Regions from separate parts of the Sus scrofa genome. Here region 1 is linked to region 2. Evidence: chromatin contacts called from public Hi-C data. All regions are on one chromosome and are shown on one strand. Each heading gives the region's core, a stretch centred on a gene start, on an enhancer-like site or on the middle of the called end of the contact. The rest is flanking DNA. Distances are from core to core; before and after follow the strand shown.

Region 1 (3,820 bases), core at 148-2,647, 190 kb after region 2:
CTTAAGAAATGAGAGAGTCATTCTGGGGGATTTGCTTCCACTGAGACACAGCTGCTGCCTGGATCACATATAATGTGCATTACCTCCCTGCAAAGCACATCATTATTTTCCTCTCTTCCTTACAGTCATCTTCTACACAGAAACATTATTTGTTTGTGCATGGAAGAGAGAAGGGACAATCTCCACTTTAGGATTCAGAGGAACACATTCTCTTCCTATTTTACAGTGAGCTGTATAGTAAAGTGTACAGAAACTCTGGTTACCGTGCTTAATGGGTTACCCCAACGCCTCTGAGTTTGTGAGCCCTGATGCAGTTTCAGGGAGTGACAGCATCACTGGATGGGTTATCACAGAGTTTGAGAACAACGTGTCACCCCCCCCCTCCCCCCGAGGGCCACACTTTTCCCAACTCTAAATTAAAGCTCACCATGTAATCTCGCTGCCTCTCCCTGGAGGGTCTGGGAGGCTCTGCTTGCTAACCCTCAAAGAGGAGGAAAATGAAAGGAAATAGTGAATTTCAGCATTTTCCCCCCTATGTATTTAAGAAACTAAGAAAGGAAGTGAACCTCTTCAGAACTAAAGCAAAGAGAATTGCGGAGGCTGGCCCGGCTTTGGCACCCTGTGGCTTGAACAAAGACGGAGTCACTCTGAAGATGTGCCTTAGTTGACTTCAGTGTGATCTTTTTTGTTCAAGAAAAAATGCCAAAAGCTAGAATATGAACCTATAACTATCTGATAAGGTCTAGACTAGTGCCCTCACCCTGCCGCCAAACAATTCCCTTCCTCCCAAATTCAGTTTTGATTCACAGAAGACTGATTATCATAAATCTTCTGAACTGGGGAAGAAAAATGCTGATATTTAACAAGGGGGGGATTCCTCCAATAGACAAAGGGGATGGTAGTGCCATTTAAAAATTTTTGTTAGTCAGCAGATACCTCTAAAATAGCTTTCAACTTTTCAAAGACTGGCTTCTAATCCTATGTTCTATGAACCTTTTCTACTTCACTCTTAACTATTCCCCGACCCCTTCTCTCTCTGCTATAATTCCTTGTCTGATTCGTATCTTTTTGAGTCAGCTAAACATTTTTAGAGTTCAGACAACGATTGTATCAAAGAGCCCGTGGCAAAGGGAACTGTTTTACTTTTGCAGTGTTGAGATGCTGGGGCGGAACACATCCGTTATTGTCCTACATGCATGCCTTCAGAAACTGCTGAGGAAAAGCAAATATTCCTTAGCCTCAGAGTAAATTGTTTCTCTTGAGAATACAACACAAGAATTTACTAAATCTCACACGAATATTGCAACACTGACCACCAACCTCCTTCAAGAGTGTAACCAAACAACTGTGGTTTCTACATTAAAGATGGGATCTAACATATTTCATGTATGACATGAAAGCTAGGCTACCTTCACCACAAAGTCACGGAAAACGCTGACAACCAAAATTTATGACCCCCCTCAGCATGGCTAATGCACAGCAGCAACTCCGGCCCCTCTCAGATGGGCCCCTTTTTCTGAAAGCAAGAATCCCGAAGAAGAATTAGAAGTCTGACATCCACCTTGGGACTCAAAATTCTGTTCAGTCTGATACCCATGTGCCCTTGTTGATGGTCTTTTTAACGCATGTGGCATATTTCTGTAACACAGACACATTAGCTTTACACACCGAGGAAAAGAATCTTAATATGGGGATAATGTATACTATATACATACATATGTATAGGATATATAGGTTAAGTCCAATAAAGGAATATAATCTAAAATTCTAAAATCAGAACCATGTGATCATCTTGGTTGCCAAAAATTATCATGTGAGGATGACAATCTTAATTCAAGAACATGTCTGCACTTAGAAAAAAGGCCAAGTTTGCCTTCACCTTGCGCTCCTCTGCATCTTAACTTTATCGGCACATATGGCGGGAAGCAGGGTGAGATGCTGGTGTCTGTTAAAGGAGGGCACACAGCATTGACCAGAGGCTTTTAGAACGCTTGGAAATTGTGGTGAGGTGAGAGGAAAGGGTTCATTTCTGGAGTTCGTTCACTTGCATTTAATGAATGCCTCTCCACACACATTTTGTAAAGCTTGTTTCCTGTCTTTAGTTAGCTCTTAATTTTCTAATACTTTCAGAAGTGGCCCCTGCAAATTTATCTCAGTTCCCTGCCCCGAATCTGAGGAAATCTTGGCGTATTCCCCTTCATTTTCTAAGAGAGAGGAGGAGCCCCGCTGACTAATAGAAAAACTCCTCTAAGGGATCACAGCCAATGGTGACTGGGCTCTACTAGGTGAGGTGGATGACTCCACTTAGGTGTCTATGAAGAGAGAGAACAAAGAAGAAGCCCGAGGTAGGTGAGAGGTTGAAGAGAAGACCTCTGAGGGCCCTGCTCCAACTTTGGGGGGTAGTTTTCCATGAATATAGAGAGGTCACTCCCCTCTCTCCAACTGTCACTTGTCTACAATATCCTCTAGCAGCTGAGGAAAGACATAATGTGTCTCTTAGGTATTTGCAATAATTGCTTTAAAGGAGCTGTAATGCAAAGAAGGCTCCCACGGCTCTGGCATCCGTGAGGTATTCTGGAGCAGAGTCATGGAGCAGAGGCACAGACATGGAAATGGTGTTAGGACCTGTGAAGCAGGTGAGTCTGGATCTGTCCCTGCTTCTGGAGGGGAAAAAAAAAAAGATCCCGAGTCCTATTCCTGGATCTTTCACTCCAGCTTTCGCTAGAAGCTTCTTGCTCCTAGGGGCACAGTCTTAACAGACAGGGTCAAAAGAGTGGCTGGTCCTTCAGGACGCTAAGTGAAGTAGGCCAATCATAAAAGGAAAACTTCTGTATGATTCCACTGACACAGGTCCCTAGAGTAGTCAAAGTTACAGTCAGGAAGCAGAATGGTGGTTGCCAGAGGCTGTGGGAAAGAGGGAACTGGCAGTTATGGTTTCAAGAGTAAAGAGTCTGCCTTTGGAGGAGACGAAAAAGTTCTGGAGATGGATGGTGTTGATGCTTTTGCACAGCAATATGAACGTTCTTAATAAAATGATAAAAAAGAATGGCTAGTCAAAGCACAACTTGGGGCTGATTCAGAGTTACTTACCTTTTCTGTGCATTCTCCAAGTGACTTTCTTCCATTTTATGCTCTTTTTTGGCTGTAAAAGATAAATTATTATGAATTAAACAGGATTTTCTTCCATCCTATCCTTTGTGTAATCTAACTTTGATTTGTTAGCAAAATAAGCCCACATTCAGGAGCTGACAGCCCCTACCCCACCTCCTGGCCATAGGACTCAATTTGCTAGACCCACTGTCACTGCTTTCTTGATAACAGCTATGGTTAATGGTGGCCATAGAATTTATTGTCCTCACCGGGACACTTGTGAGAGTGAAAAGGGTGACATTACTACTGACACTCGGACAAAGCCTTAAACTGGAAAATCCTGTGGTCACCCTAACTATAACTGGCCTCATTGTGAACCTTGGCATTTGCTCAGCACTACCACCACCAACATAATAATAGTAATACCCTCCAAAACAACAACAAAAACAACAACATAATAATAGTAATAATAAATAATTTAGTACTGTTTGCAGAAGTTCTACTCAGATTTACACGAATTCACTGAAATCCTTGCAAACACTATCTCTACATAGGTCTCCAGAGGCATATGGTCTCTTTATTCAGAATAATGTTTTTAAATGCATTGAAAAACTATTTTAAGATTGCTAAGGAAATGAATGATACTGAGAATTCTGAATTTACAGATTGAGAACCTAGTGCTCTATAGGGATGAGAAAGAAACTGGGAGCTTTCATTTGGGGTGGTTCTT
Region 2 (3,558 bases), core at 383-2,882:
ATGCCATAGGTGCAGTGCAGTCCAAAAAAAAAAAAAAAAAAAAAGATGTAAGGGAAAAGGGACAGATATAAATGTTGAAAGACACACGTACAGCATGCCAAGATAGAAGCTGTGAGCCCAGGTTGTGGTTGAGATAGTCACCATGACAGGAGCTCTGGAGGGAAGTAAGGCTCTGGCCTCAGGGAAGCCTTCTCAGGTCAAGTGGAGTTTAGCTGCATGCCCTTGAGGAGGTGGTCACGTGGATCATGGGGGCTTAGTTTCAGGCATGAAGAGGTGGGAGGAAATAGACTCGTTATCTAGAATGTGTTGAGTGCAGAGTGGTTGGGGATCAAATAGAGGGTGGCAAGAAGGCTGGACACTTTTAAGATTGTCGCCACATTTCTCTACTTAAGAGTATCTGGGGGGAGTTCCCCGGTGGCCTAGTGGTTGAGGATTCGGTGTTGTCACTGGTGTGGCACGGGTTTGATCCCTGACCTGGGAACTTATGCATGCTGCAGGTGTGGCAAAAAAAAAAAAAAAAAAGAGTATCTAAGGACAGGAGCCCATTGTCCATGTCAGTTGGGACTCTAAGTTCCTGCCTCACACAGCCTGTCCCCTTGTCTGCAGAGTGTTCCATGCAGATAAAAAGGCTGCCCCACATCTGCAGATGCCTTTGACGGCAGCCGAGGTAGCAGGTGGGAGTGGGACTTGGGTAGTTCTTTTGGTTTTGGTCAAATACATTTGCAGTTAGGCACCAACACCATTGGGACTTCCGGGGATGGGGCAGGTGTTTCTTCAGTCACAAAGTATGTATGGATGTCACAGGGGGACTGGAGCAGACACGCCTCCTGCCATGCTCAGCATGTGCTGGATGGTCCCTAGACCAGCTCCTTCTACTAGCTGCTCCACTTTCCCTGTGGGGTTATTTATTTATTTATTTATTTTTAGTATTAGATGACGATTTTATTATTTTTTTAAATTTTTTGATTTTCATTTTTTTAAGTTTTATTGAAGTATAATTAATTTACAAGGCTGTGATCATTTCTGCTGTGCAACAAAGTGACCCAGTCATATGTATACACACATTCATTCTCTTTCAGATTCTTTTCCCACATGGATTATCACAAGATATTGGGTAGAGTTCCCTGTGCCATACAGCAGGTCCCCATGGGCCAGTCATTCCATATACCTCAGTGTGCATATGCCAATCCCCAACCCCCAGTCCTTCCCTCTCACCCGCGTCTGTGGGGTTATTTGTTTGGACACACTGACTCGGAAGCTCCCAGGGGGCCAGACACTGACCCCTCCCAGTACTGTGGGGAACACTGGTCCCACCGGGGGGTGCAGAGTACATGGCATTCGGTCTGATCAGGATGGAGTGACACTCACCCAGGGCCCTTCCAAGCAGGGATCGGGGGCCGGCTCGGGGCCCTCCTGGTTGTCGCCCCCACTAGCCTGTCAGAGTTTATCTTTGCATGAGACAGATTGTGGTGAAGGAGACAGTCAGTCCAGGAGACTGGCCTGCCCTGAGGAGGCTCAAGGGACCTTCCTGGTGCCATCTTCCTGGTACGCGAGAGCTCGGCAGCCTGTGTCAACAAGCCCAGCCCTGTTTGGACAAGATGTGGTTGACTAACGTTTTCCTCTTGGGCAGTAGGAGTGGACGGGCCTGCTGGGAGGAGCCCCTTTGCTGTAAACTACAGAGATGCCTGTCTTCTGAACCGAACCAGCGGGTCACTTCTGCCTCATTTTTTTTTTTTTTTTCCAATCCTTCAGCAGATGATGGGAGACACCATTTGTTGAGTTTGTGCAGACTCTAAATACTCCTTGGTCACTGGACTGTGCAAAAATATGGCAACAATGCAGGTGCTATGGCCTAGAAATGTTTCCGAAGGCAAGGGAGGAAAAAGCAGTTCTTCTGACAGTAAATGATACATTATACTAATATCAGAAGAATTTTTTTTTGCATGTGTGGTCAGTGAAGAGAATTTTTGGCAGTTGGTTCTCATTGAAGGAGGTCTGTATACAGCACGCTGGAGCCTGGTCAGCGCCTCTGGCTTTTTTTTTTTTTTTTTTTTTTTTTTTTTTTTTTCACATGCAGAGCTGTGGTGCCTAGGGGTCTGGGCTGTGACAGCAAGACGTGACTGCAGGCAGGGAGTGGTCAGCTTGCGCTCAGCATTCCAGATCCTGGCTGTGAGCAGAGTAAGTTGCTGGTATCCACACAGCTTTCTCCCCAGCGCCCCTCCCCAGCCAGGCCTCCCAGCCTTGCTTCAGTGTGTTCATCTGTGGTCCAAGACAAGTCACATCTCTAACCCCCCAGTTACAGCAGCCAGGAGAGCATGTGGATGCCCATCAGCCTTGCTCCAATTTAAGCAGAGGAGTTGAGCGGCAACCAATGGGATCTCCATTGCCGCAAGTGGTACCAAGGCTCTTTTGATGCAGAAGCAGTAGGAATATAGGTTTAGACTTCTGCTATTTCCAGATAATTTTTAATTTCTCCAAGCATATTTATAAATAGAGCTCAAATCATTCATTGGAGAGGGGAAAAGTGCAAGAAAATCAAATGCATTCACCTGTTGCTTTGTTCGATAAGAGATGCACACACAACATCTGTGTGTCCTTTGGTGCCTGGTGTCCTCCTCTGGGCCCAGCCTTTTGGTCCCAGGTGGACCCAGTGGGCAGTGCCAGGACAGGACATCAACTTCTCACTTGCATTAGCCCTGGTACTTAGAACATTTGCCTCTATGAGTTTTGGATAGACCCACATTTTCACCCTGCCAATCTGATTGTAAAGCTCTAGAATCCAGGGAGAGCACAGCACCTCGAAACTGGCTTGACTCCCAAAGTCAAGTACCCTTTGAAAGAGGGCAATTTAGTTTAATTAAAGGTTAGGAAGCACTCTCTTTTGATACCTACAGAAGGAAACACAAAATGGAATATGTGATCATGTTCTTTCTTTAAATGTGGTTCTAGGAGGACAACCAATAATTTATTTTGTGCCTTCTATGTACCAGACACTCCATATGTAGTTATTTTTTAACTAAGAAATCCTGTGCTTCCCCCTCACAAGGGTAGGTTGGGGTGTAGAGTGGGTGAGACCTTGGCCAGGACTGACCATCTGATGTGGCTGAGGGTCTGGATTCACATCATGATTTTGACTCCAGAGCATGGCTTTCACTCTCAGCACCCATGACATTGGGCCATGGAATTCTTGGTTGTGGGGCCTGCATCCCTGACATCTGCCCCCTCCATGCCTCCAGAACACCAGCATCGCCAACCCATAATAATGTCCCCTGCCACTTGTGACAACCCGCAATAATATTATCCCCTGCCAACCAACATCACCCTTTGTGGAGAACCAGTTCTCTGTGGGCTTTATTTTTTCCTGCTGCAGTGCATTCAGAAGGCAATTTGTGGTACCTTTAAAGACTCTCTGTGGCTGGCTTACTTATGTTTATATTAATTGTTTGTATTATAAAATTGATAAAGGCCATTGTGGATGATTCAGAAAATAAATTATTGACAATCTTACCACTTAGAAATACCTACTTTCAACGTTTGGTGCATTTCTTTCCAGGCTCT

What was found. Hi-C and Micro-C count contacts between places; a contact is called where the count stands out from the background.
Region 1: a contact with region 2 is called in a Hi-C map of embryonic fibroblasts, with 2.8 times the contacts expected there. The contact joins two enhancer-like sites. A contact is called at or near these places in 3 of 47 Hi-C or Micro-C datasets (embryonic fibroblasts and fibroblasts).

Annotation. Positions count from the first base shown.
Region 1 is chr1:136,732,349-136,736,168 of Sscrofa11.1, forward strand. It overlaps FMN1 (formin-1), which reads right to left. Exons shown (of 22, transcript XM_021098316.1): 19 at 3,091-3,142. Among named protein-coding and RNA genes, the nearest start is that of GREM1, 120 kb to the left of the region's middle. Within about 2 kb of position 1,398, at least 1 of the 83 cell types and tissues checked has an H3K27ac peak or open chromatin away from gene starts, as enhancers often do. A contact at or near this core is called in embryonic fibroblasts, where this site is marked.
Region 2 is chr1:136,545,434-136,548,991 of Sscrofa11.1, forward strand. All of the region lies in intron 2 of SCG5 (secretogranin V), which reads left to right. Among named protein-coding and RNA genes, the nearest start is that of SCG5, 21 kb to the left of the region's middle. Within about 2 kb of position 1,633, at least 7 of the 83 cell types and tissues checked have an H3K27ac peak or open chromatin away from gene starts, as enhancers often do. A contact at or near this core is called in embryonic fibroblasts, where this site is marked.